Linked DNA regions of Mus musculus: regions 1, 2, 3, 4 and 5 are each linked to region 6. The links are chromatin contacts, called in public HiChIP or PLAC-seq and promoter capture Hi-C maps. All regions are on one chromosome and are shown on one strand. Each heading gives the region's core, a stretch centred on a gene start, on an enhancer-like site or on the middle of the called end of the contact. The rest is flanking DNA. Distances are from core to core; before and after follow the strand shown. Region 1 holds the start of Pym1 (PYM homolog 1, exon junction complex associated factor). Region 2 holds the start of Mars1 (methionine-tRNA synthetase 1). Region 3 holds the start of Stat6 (signal transducer and activator of transcription 6). Region 4 holds the start of Lrp1 (low density lipoprotein receptor-related protein 1). Region 5 holds the start of Shmt2 (serine hydroxymethyltransferase 2 (mitochondrial)). Region 6 holds the start of Timeless (timeless circadian clock 1).

Region 1 (2,987 bases), core at 304-2,803, 520 kb after region 6:
ATGTAGCCGGGCCGTGGTGGTGTACACCTTTAATCCCAGTACTTGGGAGGCAGAGACAGGCAGATTTCTGAGTTCGAGGCCAGTCTGGTCTACAAAGTGAGTTCCAGGACAGCCAGGGCTATACAGAGAAACCCTGTTTCGAAAAAAAAAAAAAAAAGAAAAGAAAAGAAAGAAGTATACACGTGTAAAAACATGTAGTGCATGCAAATAGCATTAAAGTCATTTTGAGACTTGAATTGAAAGGAGAGAGGTTAAAGCTGGGAGAATTGCAAGGAGGACAATGTGTGAGCTTTTGAAAACTTAGTTGAGGTTCTTATTAGCCTGTTTTGTTTCTTTTTTTTTTTTTTTTTTTTCCTTTTGGTTTTTTTTTTTTTTTTTTTTTTTGGTTTTTCGAGACAGGGTTTCTCTGTGTAGTCCTGGCTGTCCTGGAACTCACTCTGTAGACCAGACTGGCCTCGAACTCAGAAATCCTCCTCCCTCTGCCTCCACTGGGATTAAAGGCGTGCGCCACCACTGCTCGGTTGTTTTGTTTTAAAGTAGAACATATTGTCTACTACTGAAGTACTAATATTTCCCCACTTCTCAATTTGAGAGGCACTGTTGGACGTTAGTGTAAGCCAAAGTTGGGCAATAGAAGAGGGTGAAAGAGTTAAGGAAAAAGCTTTGTAGGAGGAGGGCAGACACCTGAGGAGAGGAGCTTGAGCCAGCACCTTCCTGACAGAAGAGGAAACAAGTTTAACAGGATTTAGCCCCAGAGGAACTAAATTGCTGATGGAGGAGGGGAGGGACCGGACCGGGCTTTGGCGCTCCTTCCAAGAACAAGGCACAACCTAACAAAGGGAGTGGCCTCACTGTCCCGGTAGATTTAAGGGTGGAACTGCTCGCGGTAGCCAAAGCTAATCCGAAGTGTGGGGCGCGGCTAATTAGAATACTGACTGGGTCCGCCCCAAAAGCCTTCACCCCGTGCCCTCTGACCCGAGAGGATCCAGTACTGAGCAGCAGGCCAAGAAGTTACCTCGCCGGCCGCTGAATCCCCAGGGCTGCCCGCCCCAGTTCAGTCATGGAAACCGCCAGCACCCCCGAGGCCACGGGGACAGGTGACCGACTCGCAGTGCGCCGATCTTTGCGCACCCCTTCGTAGGTCTCTGATCAGTTAACCTGGGCGGCCGAGAGTGGTCGGCGTGCCGAGTAGACCTGCCCACTTTTAAGTGTTAGCCCGGGTTTTCGTGTATCCCTGGGGCTTCTTTGCCCATGCCAACACGCGCCCTAGGGTTTGGTGCAGGCGAGGGGCCTTGCATATTCCTTTCCTCTTTTACCAGCTTTCCTGCTGGGTCCCGGTGGGCCTTGAGCCTGCGAGGACTGTCTGGGATAAGGCTTATGCCCAAACTTCTCTCCGAGCCCTAGGGATTGTTTTATATACATCAGGAGGTCAACAGTGGCGTCGGTGGTAGTCTAAGAGCCCATGACTGTGAGCGTCTTACACTCGCCTTTTCCGCCTCCCGCGTCAGAGAAATGGTGCAGTCTCTCTTTAAGATTAAAATGGTGGCTTGCTAGGATGAGGACTCCACTTCCGGCGGGGAGGGGGGCGGGACCCCAGCCCGCTCACGCCGGAAGTGGTTCGGGTTCTCAAGATGGCGACTCCCTATGTAACTGACGAGACCGGCGGTGAGTGCGGGGATCGCGGAGCCGCCTCTCCCGGGATTCTTGGGTTAGGGGTTCGGACTTGGAAAAGGGTTTGTGCCACGCCCATCCCGGGGCTCCTCCTTTGCCACGCCCCCGTACCGCCTTCCCCATTCATTCCTTTTGGGTTGTTACCTGCGCCCCCTTCTGGTCTCGTGTTTTTTGGGGGGGGTCTCTGCTTCCGGTCTCCCAAACCCTGGGGTCCTCCAATGTCCCCTGCTCCGGGACCCTTAGGCGCTTCAGCTCTTTCTAGCTGTTGGAGTCCCGTACCTTTGCAAGGTTCTCCAGCATTATGGGCTCCTGTGCTCAGTTCCCTCCAATTCCAACCCCCTTTCTCCCTCCCCCATTTCTTACTGTTGTACCTGCTCTCTACCCTTCCCTGTTTTCATTCTTTCTCTCCGGGCTGTGTCTGCTGATGATCTCATTGCTACATAGTGCTTTCTTCTTCACTCTTTGCCCCATCTTCATTGGGTGGGGGTGGGGGTGGGTGTCACTGAAATCCAGACGTGTGAAGGGAAGAGGAATTTAACTTTCAACTTGACTTTTCTCCTTGGTGGAGTTTTCCATTTAAAGTGGGAGAAAACAAACAGGAAAGTATCTACTGGCCTTTCTCTCAACGTCTTTGATAATTGATAGAACCCCATGATTTCTTAAAGGTTGAGTAGCACTTCAGTCGAGCTGTCTGAAATGTTGGAAGTCAGCTGTTTGTGTGTGAAGCTGAGAATCGGTTTTATGTTTTTGTCTTGTTTGTAGTTGCCTTGTCTTTAGGATAATGTGCAATATTGACTTCGAGATGATCAAATAGATATTTGGAAGACGTAGTGCAAGTACCCGGTGACTGTTTTTGTAGCCTTCATCTTGGTCTTCATATGTGACTAGGGTTTTGTAGAAGTGATCCTGTGATTGTGCGGTAATGCACGGTGTGTTTTAAAATGTGCCATTTATGCTTCTTGGTTTGCTTTAAATGTTCCTTATTAAAATTAAAAGCATGAGCCACTGTGCCCAACCTTTAAAAAGCAACTTTCATCTTTAACACTCCAATCCCCAGATGTGATCTCACTATGTGGCCCTGGCTGGCCTAGAGCTCACTGTGTAGACCAGGCTGGCCTTGAACTCATAGAGATCCACTTACCTCTGCTTCCCAAGTTGTGGGATTAAAGGCGTCTAATACCATGACAGGCAGTTTGCAGCTTTTAATGTGTACCTTCTTATTCTTTTTATATTCCATCTGGCCCCTGCCCTGCTATAGAGATAGTTTCTGTTCTTTGTGGCTCTGTAGAAGAGGAAAATAAGCTGTTCTTTTGCCT
Region 2 (3,115 bases), core at 409-2,908, 920 kb before region 6:
GACAGAACTGGCTAAAATGCAGGGGAAATGGGTCAGGATGTTCATACAGAGGAAGGACAGGCTGCCCTCACCTCCCTGATACACGGATTCACCTGCAGTTCTGTTGCCTCCCATTCCAGCCACTGGTTGGTGAGATCATCTTGTTCCCAGCCACATAACAGAAAAAAATATCTGCCCAGGGAGAGAAAGTAAGTTGAAGCATCTGTCTAGTTCATGGATGAACCCACAGTAGAACAGTATTTGCAAATAAGGTCACAGAAAGATTAGTGATTCACCCTGATTTGGGCACCTCCCCACACCAAGAACCAATACTGACCGGCAGATTGCACTAGCAGAGAAGAGGTAGTTGCCACTATCCAGCTGCAAGACAGGGACCTTAGGCCGGGTAAGGAATGGTACCACACACTCTGAGACAGAGGAAAATGGGTGAAAATCAGGGGTAAGAAAATAAATGAGGAGGCTGGAGAGATGGCTCGGCTGTTAAAGAGCACTGACTGCCCTTCCGAAGGTCCTGAGTTCAATTTCCAGCAACCACATGGTGGCTCACAACCACCCGTAATGAGATCTGACACCCTCCTCCAGTAAATCTGAAGATAGCTGCAGTGTACTTAGATATAAGGCGGGGCGCAGCCTGAGCAAGCGGGGTTGACCAGAGCAAGCGGGGTTGACAGGAGCCAGCAGAAGTCCTGAATTCAAATTCCCAGCAACCACATGATGGCTCACAACCATCAGTACAGCTACGGTGTACTCATATATACATTAAATAAATAAGTAAATCTTAAAAGAAATGATTTGACGTCACATTGTGTGCTGGAGGCCTGGGTTTTCAATCTACAGTTTCGAAGGTAAGAACACTAACCGGGGAGGGGTGGTGGTGGAATATGCTAGAGGGGCCAGCTAGTGTTCAGTTGAGACTGCCAACTGCAAACAAGAGGTAGAGTCTACAGAGAGGTATAGAATAGTGCTGCAGTCAAGCTGTCAGGGAGGATCTGACCAGACAACTCTTAGAAAGTCACCCAAAAAAGTTGTCTGGGAATACGCAATAAACTTCAAGGACTGAGTGTGCACATGTCTGTACTGAGGTCCTGGAAGGAGAAAGGGGCTTCCCCAAAACGACACGGGAGGTTGGAGGTGATCGCGAGAGTGACCGGGCTGAGAGGGAGTTGCCATGATAGGTGGGTCCTGGAAAACTAACCAGAGGGGAGACTTAAAACGAGGTTTGAAGAGTACAGTGAGGGTAACTAAGGGAACTAACTTCAGAAGGGTTACGGAAACAAAGGTTGGCGTGACTAAAGTTAACGTTGAGTCGATTGGGGAACGGGCACTGGAGCCTGGCAAACAACTGTGAGATGAACACCCCTCACCCGCCGCCCACCGGCAGCCACTCCAGTACCTTCGGGGCCTACGGTGCTGATGAGCAGCTCCGCCCGACCCCGGGCCCTCGCGGCCGCAGCCAGCACGGGCAGGCTCCCCGGGGAACCCTCGCTCACGAACAGTCTCATCGTGCCTCGGAGCCCACGCTGATGCAATCGGAACCGGCCTCCCGCTCCTGGGTTAAGCTGCAAGGCACGTCGGGAAATGGAGTTCTGTGTCGGCCGGACGCTCGCGGTAGGCTCCAGGAAAGCCGACTACTCATCCCATCACGCACCATTACGAAACAGGAAATGGTTACCAACGAGACCCGGAAGTTGACGGTGCGGGCTAGCGTGGCACTCTGGGTCGGCCGGCTCCGAGAGGGTCCTTTGAACTGTTGAAGTCGGCCGCTGTAAAGCGATCCGATGGAGACGACGCGATGGGTGGCATTTTCTGATTCCTTACTGGTCGTTGAAGTGGTATCGCACGCGCCGATTCAAGTTGTTAAGGATCGGAGTTTTTAATTGGTTTGTGTGCGGGTAGTCCGAGAGCGTGGCGATGCATTTAGCTACAAGATTAAAAATCAGTTGGGGAACTGTGAGCAAACTTTAGTGTCAACGTGGAAATTAATGTGGCTGTCCATCAGCCACAAAGGATGTGGCTCGCGAACCTTTATTACTTAGGAATTGGGAATGTAGTTTAGTTAGTAAGCGTTTGCTTAGCATGTGCAAACCGCTGGGTTCACCCCCGGTACACAACACTGTGTGGTGGTGTGTCCACTCCTGTAATCCCAGCGTTGAAGAGGTGGTGATAAAATTATCATAAATTCGACGTTATCCTCTATTGCAAGCCAGCCTAAGCTACTAGGGATCTGTCAGTAAATCAGTGAGGAAGCCTGGAAAGATGGCTCAGCGGAGAACACAGGCCAGGCTGTCCTTTTCCTGGACTCTCCTTTGACCCATTTGCATGGTTGACAGTTGTCTGTAACTTGAGTCCTAGGGGAATCATGCGCCCTCTTCTGGTCTTCATGATTACTGCATGCATGTGGTGCAGAGACCTCCCTGCACTCGAAACCCCTTACAAATAAAAGAAAAAGGAGTTGGGTGTGGTGGGACACTCCCTTAATTCCAGGACTCAGAAGGCGAAGGCAGTTGGATCTCTTTGAGTTCAAAGCTATCCTGGTCTTTATAAACCTAGTCTCAAAAAAAAAAAGTGTGTGGTTTTTGTTTTGTTTTATTTTGTTCTTAATTAAAAATAAGGGGTTTAGAGATAACTCTGGTTCGGGAGCACTTGATGCTCATCCAAGCACACACATGACAGGCAGATCACAACCTTCTGTAACACTAGTGCCTCTTCTGGCCTCCATAGACCTGCCCAAAAATAGTACACTCAACTTGCAGGCAAGACCTTGATACACATTAAAAAAAAACAAAAATAAACCAAGCAAGCCCTGACATAAAAGTGAAAATGCACTAGTCTTCCATTTACATATAGCTAGACAATCACAGCAAAGGGAGATGAGAGTTATGCTACAAAAGGTCAAATTGAGGGGGAAGTGAGAGATTTCGCAACAAAGCCAAATAAACACATGCAAAGGGATATCTTATCTTTAAAAAAAAAAAGTATGAGGCTCTTCTCATACAGTGCCAGCCTCGTCCTGTAGACAGGATGGTGAAGGTCGGTGTGAATGGATTTGGCCGTAATGGGTGCCTGGTTACCAGGGCTGCCTTCTGCTCTGCAGTTGGCAAAGTGGAGATTGCCA
Region 3 (2,747 bases), core at 240-2,739, 590 kb before region 6:
GGTACTTGGGAGGTGAAGTTAAAGTTTGTCCTTGGTTACTAGGCAATTTCAAGGCCATCCTGGGCTACATGACCCTTTGTCTCAACAACAGCATCAACAACCACAGTCCAACCAAGTAGCTGAGCAACAACAACAACAACAAAAGTACCTCCTGCTTGCTGTTTACTAGGTGACCAGAGTTCCTCTGAGCCTTTATGTATCAGTATATTCTATTCTCACAACCCCACAGCTTAAGCCACTCTGCGTGCTCCGTCCTACAGATAATGAACCAGCCAATTCTGCAGTTAGCATCTTTGGCAGGACTTGAACACAAATAGGTCTTGCTCAGAGTCCATGATTATATTATATGTACATGTACAGTTTGCTCTGGCACCTGGGTGGATCTAAGTTTGCACTGTGTACAGTGCCCACGGATGTGCAGTGGAGGAATCAGCTCAGGCACCAGGGGGCGCCAGAAGCCTGGCTTTTGCTCTTTCAGCCCAGCCCTGAAAGGCAATGGAAAGCCAAAATTCCAACTTGACACAGCCACCCTCAGACTATCCCTCCATACACTCGACTTTCAGGTTTGGCCTTTTGTTATCCTCCCCAACAAAAACTACAGGACAGTCCTCTGGTTATGATGGTGATTCAGAGGCTGAACAAGGGGCGTGTGTGTGTGTGTGTGTGTGTGTGTGTGACTCTAAGAGGCTCTGAGGGCTGTCATGTGTGAGAGCCTGCTGCTACATGTGTAAAGCTCAGACACGCGCGTGTGCGTGTGTGTATGTGTGTGTGTATGCGTGTGTGTGTGTGTGTGTGTGTTTTCTTGTGGCCAGGGAAATTGCACATATTTGTTTTGGGGTGTGTCTCAGTGTTTACCTCAGAAACAGATAGGAACTTTGCCAAGGTTGCACAGCATATTCACATTCAAACTTGGCACCCTGGCAGCCCTCAGTGGCTATCACTAGGGTTTGGGACGTGGTATCCCCGAATGAATTCCTTTTCCTCCAAGGGACTCCCGGAGACTTCCAGAATTCTGAGCTAAGGGTTCCCCTCCCCCACTTCCTCCCTACAGTATCACGGGACTTCTAAGGCGTTCCTGCCTTGGAAGGAGGTGAGCCTAATTGTGCAGGGGCCTCGGGCTCCCAGCTGTTTTTCAGGGTCCTCCACTGGAGGACGCACACAACCCAGATGTCCCATAGCACAGTTCCCCGAGGTCCCAATCTCTGGCCCGGAGAAAGTTTGTGTGGTAGCTAGGCAGTTCGGGGTGGCATGCCTCTGCCAGATATTAGGTGACTTTTCCGAGGAGTGGGGAATGGATCAGTGCTAAGGGGATTAGAGTAAAGGTCAGCCTCCCTCCAGTGTGGTTCAATGGAGCTCCAGCTTTGCCCTCCCCACTACGTGCTTCCCCACCGGGTACATACAGGTTCACCCCACTTTCTTCCTCTTCCTCCTCCAGCCCACTTTCTCTTCTCTGTGTCGTCAGAGCGCCAGGGAGGGACCTGGGCAGACAGAGAAGCCGGAAACAGCAGGCCGGGGCAGCCAGGGTTTACAGTGAAGAAGGCCCGGAGACGAGTGCGTGCGTGCCTGTGTGTGTGTTTGTGTGTGTGTGCGCGCGCTCGAGCGTGTGCGCGCGTGCCTGTGTGCATATGTGTGTGTGTGTCTGTACACATTGAGTTTTTAGGGCCAGCCCAGGACCCGCTGGACAGACCTACAGACCCATGGGGCTTGGTAGTGCCCTCTGAGAGAGGGAGAAGATAGCAGCGGGGCTGCTGAGGTGAGGGGACGTCTGCGAGTAGGGAAGGTTATGGGGGGGCTTTGACGAACCACGAGGGATGGATTTTCGGGGCCTCTCGGATCCTCCCCCCTGGGCGGGGCAGTTGGTCCCCTGAAAATAGTTTCATCTGGGGTTAGCTGACGGCACTGGGTTTTGGCAGTTTCCAACTTTCGAAGGACTCGGGTGGGTACAGGCCTCCACATTCCGGTCCCCAACGTGTCGCGTCACTTTCCCCAATCCTCAGCCCTGCGCCTCCTGGGTCTTGGGACAGTCGCTGGGCAGAGGAGAAGAAAGGTTCTCTGGGTTGGGGGACATGGCTGCCTTTCCCTAGAAGTTGATGCTCCAGGGTCCCCGAGCCTGTCCAACCCCTAGCTGCTGCCCGCTAAAGGTTCCTACTCAGGGTGTGGCTGGAGGGTGAGAGAGACCCAGATGTAGATCTCATGGTGCCCCAGAGGAGGGGGACTTTCCCCCTCACTTTTTTGGCCGCAGTAAACCCTGAGATTTCCCCGTGGAGGGCAGCCGGCTGGGGGTTAACCCTCCTCATGCTGACCTGGCTCCACCTCCTCCCACCCTTTCCCACCCCCACCAGCGCCGCCACCGTCATATATACACGCACATTGGACAACTCAGGGAAGCCCTTGACTTTTGATATTGGGGTCACACGGCCAGCGGACTCGGAATGCGGGAGTGGAGGGGATAGATTTAGGCCACCAAGCTTACGAAGAAGCTTCTAGGTTGTCGGGCTTCCCCTACGGCGGGGAGGGGGAGCCTGGAAGGGAAAGCTCGCCCCGCCTCTTGAAGTGTAGCTCCGCCTTCCCACCCTAGGGGACTGATCTCAAGAAAGGACGGTCCTTGTCCTAGCCCGACCTATAGACCCTGCAACGTTACCGGCAGCTCAGGAGAAAAATATGGCTTAATGGCGTCTGGGGTGGGGGAAGGATGAGACTTGAGTCACTCTACAGGGAGATTTAGAGGAAATTGGAGCTGTTCCTGG
Region 4 (3,093 bases), core at 323-2,822, 610 kb before region 6:
CTGGGGACTCATGGAAGAGGAAAAACAGCTGACAGAAATAGGGACGAGGGGCATGCAATTCCCCCAAAACAACACAGCAGCCCAAACCTAACTAATATACAAAGTGTATGTATGAAGTGAGACAGGGCTGGGCTTTACACATTTACTAAATGAGCAGGATTGGGGGCATGGTCATAACCCCCATCCCAACCTCCAACTCTCCTTCCAACCCAAACTGTGATCAAGCCTGAAATCGGGGAGACAGAGCTTCCTCTGAACCCCTCCCCAGCGTTCCAGACCATTCTCCAGTCTCTTCCAGAATGATGACATCTGACGTTTTTCCTCTCATCTTAAAGCTCCCAGGAATTAAGAAGGGAAAGCCAGCCATAAGCGTCACCAGACCCCTCCATCCCTCAACCGGGCTCCTGACTGAGGCCCTCAGCGGGGAGCTGCTCACTTCGGAACCCAGGCAGGCAGCCCAGGATTCTGGACCCGGGCCTCCATGCCTGGGATGCAGGGCTCATTCCACACCCAAACAGGGGGCCCTGCCTATCCCCACCCACAGCTTTCTCGGCCTGCCTGCCCTTTGGCCAGCAGGGCACCCCTAGCCGGCTTTGCCTTCCAGCCTTCAGAGTCCACTGCAAAAGGCCCTCCGCCCCCTTTTGCAGCGGTACACAGCAAATCCGGATTCCTTCACAATTCAGATGGGGGTGGGGGGGCGGGAGGGTGGAGGATGTAGGGGAGGCAGAGGCCCTCCCGTACCAGAGATAGGAAGAGAAGGCCTCTTAATCCCAAGATCAGAAAAAGGGGGAGCCCTCTTTTCCTACCCAGGCCTCTGGTCTTTGTCTGAGCTGGGGGGCCCTGGAAGCATCATTTGTCCCAGGCTCCCATCCCCCAAATCAGACCCCATCCCCGCCCCCAGTCAGGCCTCTGCTGTGTCAGCTGGACTGGGATAACAAAAGGCACCCCCTCCCGCGTCTCCCTTCCCCATCCAGACGCAGGAGTGGGGGTTGGGGAGGGGGAGCCCCCAGGGGTCCATGGGGGCCGCCGGAATCTCACTCACCATCCATAGTGGCCCCGGAGACCAGAGCTGAAAGCAGCGGCAGCAGCAGCAGCAACGGCGGGGTCAGCATGGTGTGGGCCGATGCAAACAGCAGCCCCCACCCTCTGGTCCTGTTACTTCTTGTCCTCGCCCCCCCCAATTGGGGGGTCCCCCTTTATCTTCCTCTCCCCGACTCTTCTATTCTTATCCTTTCCTTAAGCAAAGCGAACCAGGGGCATAGGTGAAATGGTACAGTTCCGAGCCCCCTGGGAAGGGCCTGCTGACGCGGGTGCGCCCCCTGCCCCCAAATTCGAACCCTTCACCCCTGCTTTACTCCTCGCTCCTCTCCCCCTCCCAGGGCGAAGCTCACAGCCCCATCTCGGAGCCGCCTCTGGCTGCAAAAATGCACAATTGGGAGGAGGCGGGGTGGGGGGTGGGGGGCGTGGACCCGATGGGGGTGCCTTGGTAGGGGCCTGATGGAGCACTAGGGGCTCCCCCGTTTCCGCCTCCTCAGTGCACTGGCCTGGAGCTCGCACCGCTGCTCCCCTGACTGAAGTGCCGCGGGGGGGGGGGGTGGGGGGGAGGAGGGAGGGGGGTGTTCAGAGGGGAGAGGGAGGGGACAGGGAGAGGAGGGAAGGAGGGAAGGGGCGGGGAAAGAAAAAAAGAGGTGGGGGGGGGGGGAGAAAGAGCTACGCGGCAATCCTGACAGTGCGCATGCGCTGATTTGGCGCGCTGCCCTGGGGAGGGGGAGTCGGAGGCGCTACAAGCTTTGGAGTTCTGGGAAGCGGTCCGAGAGTGGGAGTCCCCGGGCACCCTGTCCTCTAACTGCGTCTACCTCATCCCAGCGCTCCCTAGAGCCGGTAGAGCCAAGGGTGGGAATGGGGTAAGGGGCAAGGAGAGCTGCGCTCTAGTGCCTCTTTAAAACTCTATGTCACACCCCAGGATTTCAGATCCCCTCAGTGGGGTCCCGAGCCGCTGTCTAGGCGGAGGCCTGATTTCCTTGGGGAAACCCAGACAGTGCCTCCCTAGCCTAGGGTGGGGGCAGGGGTGGCCGGTCCGCCGGGAAGGTGCGGGAAAGGCTGAGCTTTGATTTGGAGACTTTGTAAGAACCGGTCTGGGATTGGGGCCTGCGTCCTCAGGAGGCGGAGTGAAGGAGTGGCCACATGGACCCGCCCCCACCTCGCTCCAGGGCTCAGAGTAAACAGGGACACCCGCGGGGACACGCTGCAGCTTGTCGGCCCGCCTTGGGCTCAGGGATGGAGCCCACCTTAGTACCCGCCCAGCCCTGCTCGCCTGGCACGGGGCGCAGGAGAGGCAGGCTCTGGTTTGGAGAGAGGTGACTCACCAGAGGGTGGGGTTGGGGTAGAGCCATCCCCTTTCGCCCTGAGAGGTCAGGCTCGATTTTTTTTTTGTTTGTTTGTTTTGTTTTTGATACCTTCTGACTGGCCTCCCACCAAGTCAGGGTTTCAGATGCCAAACTACAGGGAGTTGGAATGAAGGACTCCAGAGCTCCGCTACCAGACACCAGTCCTAGGGGGCTGTGTGCTGAGTGCCGGACCTTTGTCCCCAGTCTCAGTCGGTTTGGGAACGGTACTCTGGAGTCCAGAAAGCATCGGGCGGTTCCTAGGGCCGGCGAACGTGCTTCCGGCCACTGCCCTCTTGTGGGCGACGTTTGAAGACTGTAACCCTTAGTGTCTGACTTTCTCTGTGACCTGAAGTGAAAGTTCTGGAAAGCTCAGCAGGCGACATCCCTGGCTAGAGATGAACTTTAAAGACCAGGGACCAGTACACTAACTCCACAGGAGTGACCCCCACACACACTCCAGCCTGTCACTGGCAGAAAATAGACTTGTCCATTAATGACTGAGAGCCTTTCTTCAATGAGAGCTTATGCGGCTCACGGACAGGCTAACTGTATAGTCTCCCAGGCTGGACTCTCAGGATCCATCTTTCCTCCGTCCAGTTTCCAGCCTGTGCTCAAGTAGAGGCCTGATGTCTTTCTTCCTTTTGAAATATACTGAAGGTTTCCTCCTCCTCCTCTTCCTTCTCCTCCTCCTCTTCTTCTTCCTCTT
Region 5 (2,747 bases), core at 140-2,639, 710 kb before region 6:
CCACCTTGCTGTGCTGGGCCCGGGCAGCCATGCAGACCAGCTGACCACATCTCTGCAGAGGCTCAGGGCAGAAAGGCCAGGGTTAATTAAAAATTGTCCAGATCTCTTCTCCCAGCTGCCCTCAGTCATGGGTACAGATCGAGCCCTCTGGCTAAGTACGCAGCCTGGTCCGGCCAGCAGTCAGTGCTCTCTACCCCCACTTTCATCTTGAATAGCAAGTTCTAGAGTCAAAGGTTCAGATCATTATCCAAAGGGCAGTTTTGGTCAACTCTAACACAACGCATCCCTAATCACCCTGAGTGACTCTGCAAAGTCACAGAGCAAAGCTTGTGCCCCAGAAGCCCATGTCCCTCCAATTCAGGTGAGAGACACTGCGATTCCAGAGTCTCCCCACACACAGGAACAAAATGACCATCCTAAGGTCCTGGCTGCTCTTGTGGGGGACAGCGGTTCATCTTCCAGCACCCACAAAACAGCTAACAACCATCTGTAACTCCAGTTCCAAGAGATCTGATGCCCTCCTCTGACCTCTGTGGGTACCCAGGCATGCACGCAGTGCACACACAGTGCAGTTAAAATATTCATAAACATAAGAGGTGGACTTCCTGCAGGGCCTCCGGACATGAATACCTCCATGAGAGAAGATACCAAGCTAACAGGGCTTAACACCAGAGGCTTTTAAAGGGTGGTTTCCAGAGCAACCTTTAAAAAGTAGGAGGATAGACTTTTAAGCAGTTCTTGGAAAGAGTTGTGTACTGGCGGGAGTTGGGGTAGGCTGAAGGTGTTTGCCCAAAATCTTAATTTTATCTCACACTCACAGACACACACACACAGCACCTCGCTACCTCCTTCCTGCCCACACAGCAGCAGGACCCTTGCGTGATGAAAGTACTGAGGCTCGGTTGCATCATCTCCATAGCTCAGAGCTGGCGGGAAAAATTCAACTAGCGCATCGAAGCCGGGAACCCCACTTGTTTGCTAGGATATTGTTAACACAGCGTCTGCGGACCTTTACCTTAAGAGTCGTGTCAACTGGGTGACTACAAGACCCTACCTAGGTCGTCTGATCGCCAGAACTAGGGGCCCAGCCACCGCACATGTGCTGTCTCAGGGATTTCCTGGTTAAGCATCTGTTCCCCGAGGCCCCAGAACACGTGCAGCAAGGAGCCAGGAGAACCCCACTTTGGGTGGGCCTTTCCACTGATCATCCAGTAAACAGAACCCTGTTCTTACCCGAGTGGTCCGAAGCAAAGAGAAGGATACCATCGCTACAGGAGGCACAGGAGGACTAGCCACTAACTCTGTATCGGTGTAGTACCGGGGTCGAAAACCAGCTGCTCTTAGAACGCGTGCGCGAGAAAATTGCCCCCGTGAAGTTCGAGTGAAAGAGGCGTTCCCTGCGCATGCGCAGTACTGGGTTTTTTTAAAAAATTGCCTTCTGGGAATTGTAGTTTTTTACTTTGCTCTTTCCCATCTATACAAGTCCCGGTATGGAGAGCTTTGCCTGAAAAGTTCTTAGACTTAAAGCTCCTCCATGTCCTTTCTTGAAGCTCTTCAGAGTTTCTGTTTTGTTTTTCCTTCCGGTTTTCCAGGCAAGCGCTTTTTGGTTTGTTTGTTTGTTTGTTTATTTTCGTGTGGTTTATGCCTACCAAGCATATCTAGCATATGGTTCTCAGGGAGATTTAAAACATATTTAGAAGATAAATACACACAGTGAAAGCAGATATAGTTTGAAAGGGTAAAAGACTCAAATCCTTGCTTTAGGATTACAACACAAAGTCCTCCGTTTCTTCCAATGTTAAACCATGACATTGTCATTCCAGTACTAGGGAAGTGGAGACAGAGAGATTGAAAGGTCAAGGCTAGTAGCCTCAGCTACATGTGAAGTTAGAGGACAGTGGACCTCAGATGAGCCTGTCACACTTTGCCCACTCCAACACAAAGAGCTTGTAGAAGGGATTAAATGAAACTTCGCATTCGGACGCTGGCTCCGGTGGGTTGTCCTCTTCCCCTGACTCACAGCCTGCCTCCTCTGTGTCTATCCAGCTGTCAGGTGAGAGCAGAGTAGCCATCCCTCCTCTTCTCACACGGTTTGCATTCGTTTCTTATTTACATCTCCCTTACTCCCCAGCAGTCGCCCACTTCTTTTTTTGTTTTTGTTTTTTTTGGGGGGGGGGTTGTTTTGTTTTGTGTTTTGTTTTTTTGTTTTTGTTTTTGTTTTTTGTTTTTGTTTTTTGAGACAGGGTTTCTCTGTGTAGCCCTGGCTATCCTGGAACTCACTCTGTAGACTAGGCTGGCCTCGGACTCAGAAATCTGCTGGCCTCTGCCTCCTGAGTGCTGGGATTAAAGGCGTGCGCCACCACCGCTTGAGGACATCTTCTTAAGGCCTCTGCTCAGAGACACACAACCAAACCTCTTGGGGATTCCAGGAAGCAGTGGTTTTGAGAACCATTGGCCTCTGATAGCCATTTTATACCTTTACTCATTCAGTAGACATTTAGCCATGCCTTAGCCCTGGAGACACAAGGGGCTCACTAATAGTGACCCAGACAACACGAAACACTTCACTTTGTTCTCTTATACCCAGATAAGAGGGAGGGAGGGAGGGAGGGAGGGAGGGAGGGAGGGAGGGAGGGGGGGAAGGGGGGAAGGGAGGGGGGAGGGATGGATGGAGGGAAGGAGGGAGACAGAGACAGAGACATAGCCCTGTGAGTCAGGTTTTGGTGGTGGTTTTTGGGTTCAGTTTT
Region 6 (2,935 bases), core at 262-2,761:
GGCCAAACCGGCCCTTGGATGAAGAAAGAGACTGTGGGGAGGGTCATGTACTTCTTTATTTTTTAACTTACGTTTTTCATTTTTTTCCCCCTTTTGCTGTGTGAAATCTTTCAAGTTGCATTCACGACTGGTTAGTGCAAACTTCCCTTCCTCCCCGCTCCAGCTACCCTCGCCGTGTGTGCACGACTGTTCATATGAATGTGGGTGCGTGTGGCCGTGTCTGAGTTTGCGGGCACAGAAGCTAGGGGAGGGGAAAGAGGTGTCAACATGTATGTCATTTCCCACCCCAGTTTGGTGAGCACAGGGAACCCGAGTTTCTGGCCTTTACCCTGCTTCCATTCAAGTATATGCACCTTGATTTTTGAAGGGTCACGGGGGTGGGTGGGGTGTCGTTCCTCTCAGGAAGCAGACAGCAGAAAGAAAGGAGGAGGGAAGGCATTCCAGGGGTTAGGAGGTCTGGTGGGAGAGGAATCCAAGATTTTATTTCCAGATCACCACACAAGTGTACCTAAGTTTTGAGGGAGTTAATGGGAGACTATAGGCTACGGATCTCATGGATGCTCATCCCAGAGAAAAGTAAACACGGGCCTTGAGTTGTTCTGTAAAGCCACATAAGCCTGCCTACATCCACCGGCTGGGCTGTGTGTTCAGAAGCCTTGAGCCACGGACCTTCCAATAGAAACAGGGGTTAGGCAAGTTTAAAAGGCCCTGCCTAATAGCCCCAGACAGAAGGTGCTGAAGCCCAGAATTGCTCTCTGAGGCTAAAACAGGAAATCTGGTGTCTGAAGCAAATTTACAGGAGTTGAGGGGCAAGACGGGGGTGGGGTGAGTGGGTGGGGGAAGATTCATTTAGAGCAAACTGAACTTTGCAAATGGCATCTCTGTACTTTTATCACTAGCTCCATAGTCTTTTATTTTTGTATGTCTTTTCACTTTTCTCTCGGCTATCCTTTCTGCTAACTCTCCCTCATGACCCAGATATCGATCTCCTCAATCTAAACGCTTAATTCAGAGATGATTTTTTTTTTTTCTTTTGGAGCCCTATCTTGTATTTGTTCGTAAAACAGCATCGTCTCAACAGGGGCGCAGGTGACCCTGAACGAACAAGGAATATTTATTTCAGATCTTTCTATTCTGAGCTTCCTGTATATACCTTGCCAGCTTTAAAACATATGCCTGTAAGAAGACAGACAACCCAAAACTCCACCCCAAACATCAAACTCTCCACTTCCTCCCAAATAAAACACATCTTTTCTAACTAGCCATTTAAGACTTTGGAATAGTCCACTGGACTGGAAGGGGAAGTACGTCTGTAAATTCTCCCTTAATTCGATCTTGATTCTTATTATAATTCAGTAGAAAACCCATAGCGTTTTGGTTTTTTACTTTAACGCAGATGCCCGACTCACATAAAACAGTCCTTTTGGGTTTCCCTTCTTTATCCAATCCTCCCTCTCTCGTCTAGAGTCAAGTGGCTCTGCCCGCCCCGCCCCGCCCCGCCCCGCCCCGCCCCCGCCCGCGCAGGCGCAGACTGGTCGCTCTCAGCCGAGTGGCGGGAAAGGCTGCGACCCCGCACCTCAGGGCCTCAGGCTCTGCGAGGCTTCAGAGGACTCGCGGAGAGCGGGTGAGTGTGTCCGGAGGACCCAGGACCGACAACGGGCGTCCCTGAGGTGGTGGGACGGCGGGGCGGCGAGCAGCGGAGCAGTGAGCGGCTACTTTCCCGCCGCGCGGTTGAAGGGCGGGGGCGGGGCTCCCGGCGCGCACGCGCGTTCTGATCCTGCTCCCGGGCGAGCGCGCCGGAGACCTGCCGGGTTTTCGCGGGTCTCTGCACACCCCGAGCTCGGGCTAGGGAAGGGACGGTGAGGCCAGGATCTTCGAGTTCCGAGAGTAGAACAGAACCCTTCTGCAGTCCAGACCCGAAGACACAGTGGCCTGGAGGTCGTCAGGAGCCAGGATTCTCAGGCTTTGGGGTCTTCATAGGCCTGGTTCGATCCTCTTGCCTAAGAAGGACACAACCTCTAGGGGTGTCAGCTAGGACAAGAGCCATTAGTTAAGCTTCTTTCCTGGAGTGTCATTTCTTTGTCTTTGATGCTGTCACTAGAACCTTGTTTTGGAAAACAAAAATCAAAAAAACTGAAGCCCGTGGTTTTACATTTACTTTGAAACCCCATTTTGGTCGCGTACGGTTTTGCTTACCCAGGTGGGTGTCTTGCGTCCCTGACATTTTTCTCATCCAGTTTGACTTCCAACCTCAGGGAAAGGATGTGTTTGCTTCGCGTCCGCTCGTACCTCAAGGTACTTGAACTCCCTCTGCTGGAGAGTTCTTGTCACTTAAGTGCAGTTGCCCTAAATTCCAGTAATTCAGTTTATCCAGCCCTCCAAGCTAGTTACCCCACAGACAAAGCCTCAGCAGGTTGGGTTGCTTGTTACCAGCCTGAGGATTTGAATGAAGTCTTAGGGGCCCTCATGGTGGAAGGAGAGAACTGAATCCCATGAACAGGAACACACAGAAAGATGAATCATAAATAAAAGGACAGGGTCTCAGTCCTGGCTGGGCTGGAATTCTCTGTGTAGACCAGGCTAGCTTCAGACTCACTGGGGGAAAGGAGCTTGCAGTAGGAGTTTCAGCCCTTCATGGTAACATGATTAAAAGCAGACCCTGGCATGGTGGAGCACACCTTTATCACAGCAGGAGGATCTTTGTGAGTTTGAGACCAGCCTGGTCTACATACTGATTTCTAGGACAGTCAGGAGTACATGGACTAACTTTGCCCCAAAGTTGGGGGAAACATAAATAAATAAAAGAGTTTCTGTTTAATTTTTTTTGTGTGATGGAGCAAACACTGGATGTTGAAAGCATTCTTCAACTGAGACAGCTCTTTCATCTTTTTTTGGGGGGGGGGGGCAGCTTCTTAGGCCCACCTTTGGAAAAGAC

What was found. Promoter capture Hi-C pulls out the DNA fragments that hold promoters and counts their contacts. HiChIP or PLAC-seq counts read pairs in DNA pulled down with a chosen protein or histone mark.
Region 1: a promoter capture Hi-C map of pre-B cells shows a contact between it and region 6, with 2.7 times the contacts expected there. The contact joins the promoter of Pym1 here to the promoter of Timeless in region 6. A contact is called at or near these places in 3 of 39 promoter capture datasets (the C10 cell line, neutrophils and pre-B cells), 2 of 484 Hi-C or Micro-C datasets (CD4 T cells and CD8 T cells) and 1 of 9 other capture datasets (adipose tissue).
Region 2: an H3K27ac HiChIP or PLAC-seq map of embryonic stem cells shows a contact between it and region 6, with 8 times the contacts expected there. The contact joins the promoter of Mars1 here to the promoter of Timeless in region 6. A contact is called at or near these places in 8 of 39 promoter capture datasets (the C10 cell line, the SN4741 cell line, embryonic stem cells and 4 more), 1 of 484 Hi-C or Micro-C datasets (B cells), 4 of 115 datasets of contacts at active chromatin or transcription factors (acute myeloid leukemia, embryonic stem cells, stem cell-derived neural progenitor cells and 1 more) and 4 of 9 other capture datasets (adipose tissue, embryonic stem cells, macrophages and 1 more).
Region 3: a promoter capture Hi-C map of pre-B cells shows a contact between it and region 6, with 7 times the contacts expected there. The contact joins the promoter of Stat6 here to the promoter of Timeless in region 6. A contact is called at or near these places in 10 of 39 promoter capture datasets (the C10 cell line, the SN4741 cell line, cranial neural crest and 7 more), 1 of 484 Hi-C or Micro-C datasets (CD8 T cells), 8 of 115 datasets of contacts at active chromatin or transcription factors (the SCID.adh cell line, bone marrow-derived dendritic cells, bone marrow-derived macrophages and 3 more) and 3 of 9 other capture datasets (adipose tissue, liver and macrophages).
Region 4: a contact with region 6 is called in an H3K27ac HiChIP or PLAC-seq map of extraembryonic endoderm stem cells, with 2.9 times the contacts expected there. The contact joins the promoter of Lrp1 here to the promoter of Timeless in region 6. A contact is called at or near these places in 3 of 39 promoter capture datasets (cranial neural crest, maxillary cranial neural crest and stem cell-derived epiblast-like cells), 8 of 115 datasets of contacts at active chromatin or transcription factors (bone marrow-derived macrophages, embryonic forebrain, embryonic hindbrain and 5 more) and 2 of 9 other capture datasets (liver and macrophages).
Region 5: a contact with region 6 is called in a promoter capture Hi-C map of stem cell-derived epiblast-like cells, with 2.0 times the contacts expected there. The contact joins the promoter of Shmt2 here to the promoter of Timeless in region 6. A contact is called at or near these places in 17 of 39 promoter capture datasets (the 3T3-L1 cell line, the C10 cell line, cranial neural crest and 8 more), 10 of 115 datasets of contacts at active chromatin or transcription factors (bone marrow-derived macrophages, craniofacial prominence, embryonic forebrain and 4 more) and 3 of 9 other capture datasets (liver, macrophages and pancreatic islet).

Annotation. Positions count from the first base shown.
Region 1 is chr10:128,746,902-128,749,888 of GRCm38.p6, forward strand. Pym1 (PYM homolog 1, exon junction complex associated factor) reads left to right here and starts at 1,554. Exons shown (of 3, transcript NM_001170869.2): 1 at 1,554-1,665. The coding sequence starts at 1,632.
Region 2 is chr10:127,310,128-127,313,242 of GRCm38.p6, forward strand. It overlaps Mars1 (methionine-tRNA synthetase 1), which reads right to left and starts at 1,659. Exons shown (of 21, transcript NM_001003913.2): 1 at 1,394-1,659; 2 at 317-407; 3 at 93-171; 4 at 1-11. The coding sequence starts at 1,502. It also overlaps the pseudogene Gm6283.
Region 3 is chr10:127,641,497-127,644,243 of GRCm38.p6, forward strand. Stat6 (signal transducer and activator of transcription 6) reads left to right here and starts at 1,490. Exons shown (of 22, transcript NM_009284.2): 1 at 1,490-1,753.
Region 4 is chr10:127,619,576-127,622,668 of GRCm38.p6, forward strand. Lrp1 (low density lipoprotein receptor-related protein 1) reads right to left here and starts at 1,573. Exons shown (of 89, transcript NM_008512.2): 1 at 1,043-1,573. The coding sequence starts at 1,112.
Region 5 is chr10:127,521,055-127,523,801 of GRCm38.p6, forward strand. It overlaps Shmt2 (serine hydroxymethyltransferase 2 (mitochondrial)), which reads right to left and starts at 1,390. Exons shown (of 12, transcript NM_028230.4): 1 at 1,234-1,390; 2 at 1-61. The coding sequence starts at 1,266.
Region 6 is chr10:128,230,552-128,233,486 of GRCm38.p6, forward strand. Timeless (timeless circadian clock 1) reads left to right here and starts at 1,512. Exons shown (of 29, transcript NM_001164081.1): 1 at 1,512-1,624. Mip (major intrinsic protein of lens fiber) reads left to right here. Exons shown (of 4, transcript NM_008600.5): 4 at 1-1,261. It overlaps Gm26847 (a long non-coding RNA gene), which reads right to left and starts at 2,512. Exons shown (of 2, transcript XR_380941.4): 1 at 2,197-2,512; 2 at 39-2,104.